Regions from separate parts of the Anser cygnoides genome. Here region 1 is linked to region 2. A link is a contact called in public Hi-C data. All regions are on one chromosome and are shown on one strand. The core of a region is the stretch at or near the end of the contact, and the rest is flanking DNA. Distances in the headings are between cores, read along the strand shown. Region 1 holds the start of IBTK (inhibitor of Bruton tyrosine kinase). Region 2 holds the start of PGM3 (phosphoglucomutase 3).

The links. A called contact is a pair of places that touch in the nucleus more often than the background predicts.
Region 1: a Hi-C map of liver shows a contact between it and region 2, with 1.9 times the contacts expected there. The contact joins the promoter of IBTK here to the promoter of PGM3 in region 2. A contact is called at or near these places in 2 of 7 Hi-C or Micro-C datasets (granulosa cells and liver).

Annotation. Positions count from the first base shown.
Region 1 is chr3:85,890,983-85,894,146 of Taihu_goose_T2T_genome, forward strand. IBTK (inhibitor of Bruton tyrosine kinase) reads left to right here and starts at 1,266. Exons shown (of 29, transcript XM_048079807.2): 1 at 1,266-1,462. LOC106035347 (a long non-coding RNA gene) reads right to left here and starts at 1,150. Exons shown (of 3, transcript XR_010830489.1): 1 at 1-1,150.
Region 2 is chr3:85,541,655-85,544,729 of Taihu_goose_T2T_genome, forward strand. PGM3 (phosphoglucomutase 3) reads left to right here and starts at 1,587. Exons shown (of 13, transcript XM_048079875.2): 1 at 1,587-1,751; 2 at 2,649-2,854. The coding sequence starts at 2,651.

The sequences.
Region 1 (3,164 bases), core at 16-2,515, 350 kb after region 2:
TCACCTACACACAACTTCTAGTCAATTTTCCCCAAATTAAACTGCTGCTGAAGAATACACTTTTTTTTTTTTTTTCAACTTCAAATGTTTTGTGTTTAAAAAATAGCTAGGTTGTTTTAAACTCCTTAATGCTTTCACTACTCTGGTGATAAAATTGTAGCTTTAAATAAACAGAGAGAAATTCTGGCCATTGGCATAAACATTAATACAGCCTGTCTTTCCTTTCTATTTTGGAAAAAGTGGTATTTTTTTTTTCTATTTTACACTGGGTACTACTTGTTCTGGTTCCTAGCTTCCCACCCAACAATGCAAAATCCGAATCCTATTCCAGATTAAACTGTAATTTGCACCTCCTATTGCATCATCCAAAAAATATATTTAAAACGTAGAACTGGAGTTTGCTTCAGACACCCACTAAGTGAACCATAGGTAATTACTTTGCAAGATTTATTTGTCAAATCCGTGTGCACTTAACGAGCTTGCTTACAAGACTGCCCTGTGGGTTGGTGTCAAAAGCCTCACAAAAATCAAGTTGCATCGTGTAAATTAGACCACTTGCAGTGCCATAGTGAGAAATTTCATTGGCTTGAGACAATCTGTCTCGATAAAGCCTTCTGGATGCTTTCTCTTACTTCTTGATTTCCTAGAGACCTGCAGATGGGTTACTTAATGATTTCTGCTTGAGACCTCCCAGAGGGGCGCTGCCCTGTCAGAAACTTTGCTCACAGCCAGGCAAGCTGCATCTCTTCACCTTTTGTTCCTTTGGGACAGCCTCAGATGTTGATAATAATTCTTCCGAGATGGTTTTAACATTTTTGTTAGGCAGGGGCCTGTGTCCTTTGCCTGTTTCATTCTACCAATTGATAGTGTTTCACGATATCGCAGCCACCACTTCTAGCTGCGTGGCCACAATTTTCCTTTTCCCATGAAAACTGACAGGAAAACCCCCTGAACCACCTCAAACGTTTTTCCTTCACTCGCTCCTTCCCGGCAGCCCTTTCCCGGACTCAGTACACGACGCGCTTGCTACACCCCCGGCCGCCATTTTGTTTTAACCCTTGCGCGCCCCCCCGTGGTAGCGCGGCCGCCATTTTGTTTTAACCCTTGCGCGCCTCACGGCGTCCCTCCACTGCCGTGACGCGCAGGCCCCGCCCCCTTCCACCCTACCTGTCACTCAATCCGGGCTCCGCCGCGGGCGGGCGTGGCCGCGGCGTGAGTCGCAGCCAATCAGCGCGCGAGCTACGGCGGCGCCTCGGCCAATCGGCTGCTTGCTTCTTCAGGGGTGCGGCGGCCGCTGTTCGTTCGCCGCTCGCTGCTCCGCTGGCACCGGCCGCCGCCTCCTGCTGAGGTGCCGCGGTACCCGTAGCGGCCTGGCCCTGCCCCGGCGTCACTGAGGATGAGCCCCCGCGCTGCCCAGCGCGCCTCCCGCCCTGCCCGGCCGAGTCCATTCATCTAGCGACTGGTAAGGGGCGGGCCGCCGGTGTGTCCGGGGGGACCGGGACCGGGACGGGGACAACGGGGGGGGCTCCGCTGGGACAGCCGGGGAGCCGGGCGGTGCTCGCTGCCGCGCTACGTGGCTATTAAAGCGGCCACCGACCCCCCTGCCGCCCCCCAAAGTCTGGGGCCGGCTCTGAGAGACGCGTCAGGCGCTGGTGGCAGCCTCCGCTCTCCTTAGCTGGAGGTTCCCGGGAAGCCTTTGCTGTGTCTGGCCCTCCCGGGGGTGTTTGCCTGCTGCCTCTGGTAGCAGCTCACGGTGTTGCTGCCGAGCTGCAGCGTTGAGCGCCGGAGAGTTGAAATCGCCTAGTTGGGTCAAAAAAAAGTCTGTGCGTGGCCTTGTTGGGGCCGGCCACCTGATCTCCGGCGTCCGGCCCTTTCCTTGCTGACGTGGTCAATGTAGTTGTCTGTCTTCAGGGACCACAGCTTGGGGCTTACAAAAAGTAAATATAAAAGCACACAGGAACATCTGATGTGGGTACTTTTTAACAACACTTCACTAAAAGTTCCGAGTTCATACAGAAAAGTCTGCTAAGTTTAAGAGTTGATTTGTTTATCTCATGGAGCTTTAAGTACAGTGAAATTCTAGAAGGCACTCTTGGTTCGTTACTCTTCACTTTTACTGAAAGACAGATAAACTTAAAGTCTAGAGCAGGATCCCAGTGTATTGTGGAAAAGTCTGTAGCTGTGCTTCTGTGTTACCATTTTCTCTACGTTTTAATTTTTTGCTAATGCTATTAAACTATGTAGTTTTCACTGTTTCCAGAAAAGCAAAGCACGGTATTTCACAGTTTCCTGTTCATGAGCTGTTAACAGAGATACCTTGTTATTTCTGATAAGCTGAACTTCTCTGAGGTGTTGCAGCTGAATTTAGCTCTCAGTGATACTTTGATGCTTGTTTGACAGACTGTCTGCCTTCAATTCAGAATGTTTGTTAGCAGTCTTGGGAGCAAATGGGCTAGAGTTGTTGGTATTCTCTTAAAGAAAGAAGTTATGTCAAAAGGCTGAATCACTGATTGTCTCATCCCGATAAGGATCCTGCCATCCTCACTGCAAAGGCAGAAGTTGCAGAAAGTCTGGAGGACATCTAAAGGCCACCAGCTGCAGGGTTTCTAAGTGATAGTAGAGAAGCCCCAGCCTAGTAAATGCAGCAGCTTGGATATGCCACAGCTAAGGGAGCATAGCAGGCATAGTAGAACCTGTTGTTTTATAAATTCAGTTGAATTTTGTCTGTAGCTTTACTTCTAGACAGGTGACATCTATTTAAAATTTGCAAGGTTGCTTGTCTAGTCCATTTTGAGAATACCTTTGGGTAGCCTCATTTGCGATCAGCGTATCTTTTGAAAGTGATTCCTGACATAATTTTAATCTATGAAATTTGAATGAATGAGTACTTACTCCACTGTCAGGGGTAACAGATTTATATTTGTTCTTTTTGTAAATAACCTTCCTGTTTGAAGACTGTGGTCTGTAGAAAACACAGCTGAGGGATAAAACAGATCCTGTTTGTTCAGGCTGTACTCACGGGTTGTTTTGTAAACGGTTTGAATCCTAATTGCTCTTTCCACAGTCGTCTTCCACTTACCTGCTTCTTTTAAAATTTAATATCTGAACTAGAGGCAGAATTCTACCTGCTGCTTTGTGTATTGAGAAGAGCAGAACCATTACTT
Region 2 (3,075 bases), core at 337-2,836:
AGGTGGGCTTTCTTCCCCCTCTCCGCTTTGTTTAAAAGCAAAATTCGATACTGCAGTCAGGCACAAAAGTCTTTGCATTTCATGGGTTTGTGGAATGAAGTGAGAGTAAATGATTCATAAAGCAGCAAAAGAAGCAAAAGATGCTGTATGCACTAAATCTTGACTGTATCAGTAAGACTCCGTTCAGTAGGATGTGCTTTTGTATTGGAAACCATATTAATATGCCAGAGTAAAGGGGAGAGTGGCTCTTAAGAATCTTGCCCCCTACCAAATGGGCATCTGATCAATAAATTCAACCTACTTGCTGGATCTATTAAAAGAAAAAAAAAATATTTTACAAAGTGTTTATGATTGTACACACTGCATAGAGAGGTATTATTATAAACAAATATTCACTGTAAGAGATGAAGCATTCTCAGGATTATTGATGATAAAAAGCATTTTAGACCACGAAAACCTTGAGATTATCTTGCCTGATCTCCCACAAAACACAGGCTGTTGCATTTCTCTTTATTCCTACAGTGTTTTAAAATTGAGCACTTCAGTTCTTTGGAAACAAAACTCTGCCTGCAACCAAAGAGCAGGGGAGAATTCACATGTCCTCAGCACTTGAGGCTCTTGTACACCAGGAGACAACTTTCACTGATGTAAGCAAGTCTCTGGTTAGTCCTGCAAAGAGAGGTTTATCATGTCAAGTTCCTTGACAATCTGTCATTAGGGAAAAAAAAAAAAATCTTTCTATACGAGCCCTCCATGCACAACACACAAAACTCCTCTCTGAAGACTGGTGAAAGGGTGCGTTTTAAAGAGATATCTGATCTTATATGTAAGTTTCCAAAAGAATCATGAAGCCACCTCGCTACCCAATAAATTGTTCTAATATTTAATTATCCTTATTCCAAGGAAAATGCATATACTTCTAGGCTGAGTTTGTCCAGCCATTGACTTATCTTATAATCAGCCCTACACTACTGGCTGTACTACTCTAGGCAAGTATTTACACTGCTTAGCTGCCACGTGTAACCTTTTTATCCAGCAGGACAGCCCCCTGGAACTCCTTATACTGTTCTGCTTCTCGGTTCACGGGCCGGTTCTGCCAGCGTTTGTGCCACTCCTGTCCATGACATCCTGCCACTTGGGGCTGGTTTACATGGCAGCATTTCAAAAACAGAACGTCAGCACACGTGGCAGCCCCTTCTGAGGGAAATACGGTGGTTTCGCCGAAGTAATGCGAAGCGCAATGCCTGCGTCCCCACGAGGGGAGCGCTGCCTCTGTAAGGCACGGCTCCATAACCTGGCAGCCCCTGAGGGACGACCCTAGCCAAGCTCTCGTGAACGCCGTGCCGATGCCAGCTACCTCACTAAGCCTTCCCCGCCCGAATAAAGCCAAGACTCGAGTAAATCACTAAAACCACGGCGCTTTTATTTCTCGGCTCCTGAAGCACCAGACCCTTTACGCCCCCCGCCTTCTCTCCGGGGACCACCGCCAGCGCGGGCCGCCATGAGGGGGGCGGCGGCGCGCACGCGCGCTGGGCTCCCGGGCAGCGGCGGCCGTTGGGGGGGGGGGGGTAGCACCAACGGTCGGCGCCGTTTGAAGCTCAACGGTCGGGGCGCGCGGGCTGCCTGAGGGAGCGCCTCGCTGAGGCGAGGCGAGGCGGGGGGGGCTCCATCCCTCCTTCCCCTCCTGTCCCGCGGGCTGGGGGCTCGGAGCCGCTGCAGGGCGTCCCGTCAGCGGTAGCCGCGTTGCCCAGGTAGAGGGAGCAGGCAGGCTCCTGCCCAACCGAGCCGGGCTCAGCCCGTGAGGCGCGGGGGTGGGGGGGACGACGACTGTTAGGGCGCCTCCGCCGGTCCCGCGGGGGGGACCCCACTACCCGGGGAAGCGATCGCGATCCTGGTACGCCGCCGGCTGCCGAGCGGGCGGGGCTCGGCTGCTACGTGGCCGCGCTGAGCCCGGAAGAGGAGGGCGGTGGCGGCCAGGGGCGGTGGGCCCGGGCGCCGCCCCCTTGTAACCAACGCGGCTGAGCCCCGGGGGGTTGCTCCTGTCGGGGTGCTCGGGCGGCAGCCCCGGCCCAGAGCCCCTCAGCGCTACGGGTCCCGGGAGCGGCACGAGGGCTGTCGTGTTCTGTCGTGTTCTGTCCGTGTTCACGCGCCTGGCTGAGCTGCAGTCCGAAGAAAATACCCGCTGACACTGCTAGGAGCTTCCCTGCAATTTGTGAGGGTAAGAAGAGAGACTGCAGGCTGCATCTGGTCTCAAGGGTTAGAGCGTGGAGCCGTGGCCACGGGCAATGAGTGGCTAGTGCTGAAGTGGGAAACGGCTGGCCCTTTGCCAAGAGCTTTGCTGGGAGCCCTGCCAGTAGACAACTGAAAATCTCAATCTCCTCGCCTAAATTGCTTCGTTGTCTTGTGATCTGATGAAATCTGGCCCTGCTCTGTTTGTCTAGTGTTGCACTGGGAAAGTAGAGGCTCCTTCATGGATTGTGCCTGTAGTGATCCTCCTCACAGTCCCACCAAGGGGTTTATGGGGCTGTTGATGGTATTGTGTTGACCTCGGTTTAAGATATCTGTAGTCTTCAAAATTAAATGAAGTGCAAACTGTGAAACTAATGACTTGCTTCTCTCATGGGCATCTCTGCTACTTCCTTCTCTAGAAATGGATTTTGAAGCACTGAAAAAATACTCAGCGTTGCATCCTAAGCCTGCTGGACTTACTCTTCAGTATGGCACTGCTGGATTCCGCAGCAAGGCAGAGCAGCTCGATCACGTCATGTTCCGCATGGGCTTGCTGGCAGCTCTCAGGTCCAGAGCCACAGGATCTACCATCGGTGTCATGGTTACAGCATCTCACAATCCTGAAGTAAGAACAACCTTTTATTTTAAAAGAAATCAGATGGAGTCACTGGTGGAATCAGAGCTCCTCACAGTAATGGGAACAAAAAGTACCCATAGGCCACATCCTGCAGGTACCTGCACCTCCTTAAGGGACGTGGTCAGCCTGCTTCCTTGAAATATGATCTGTGGTATGTTTAGCATTACTTTTCCCCATATATGTGGGAGGGTTCATTTGCTGTCATGTGG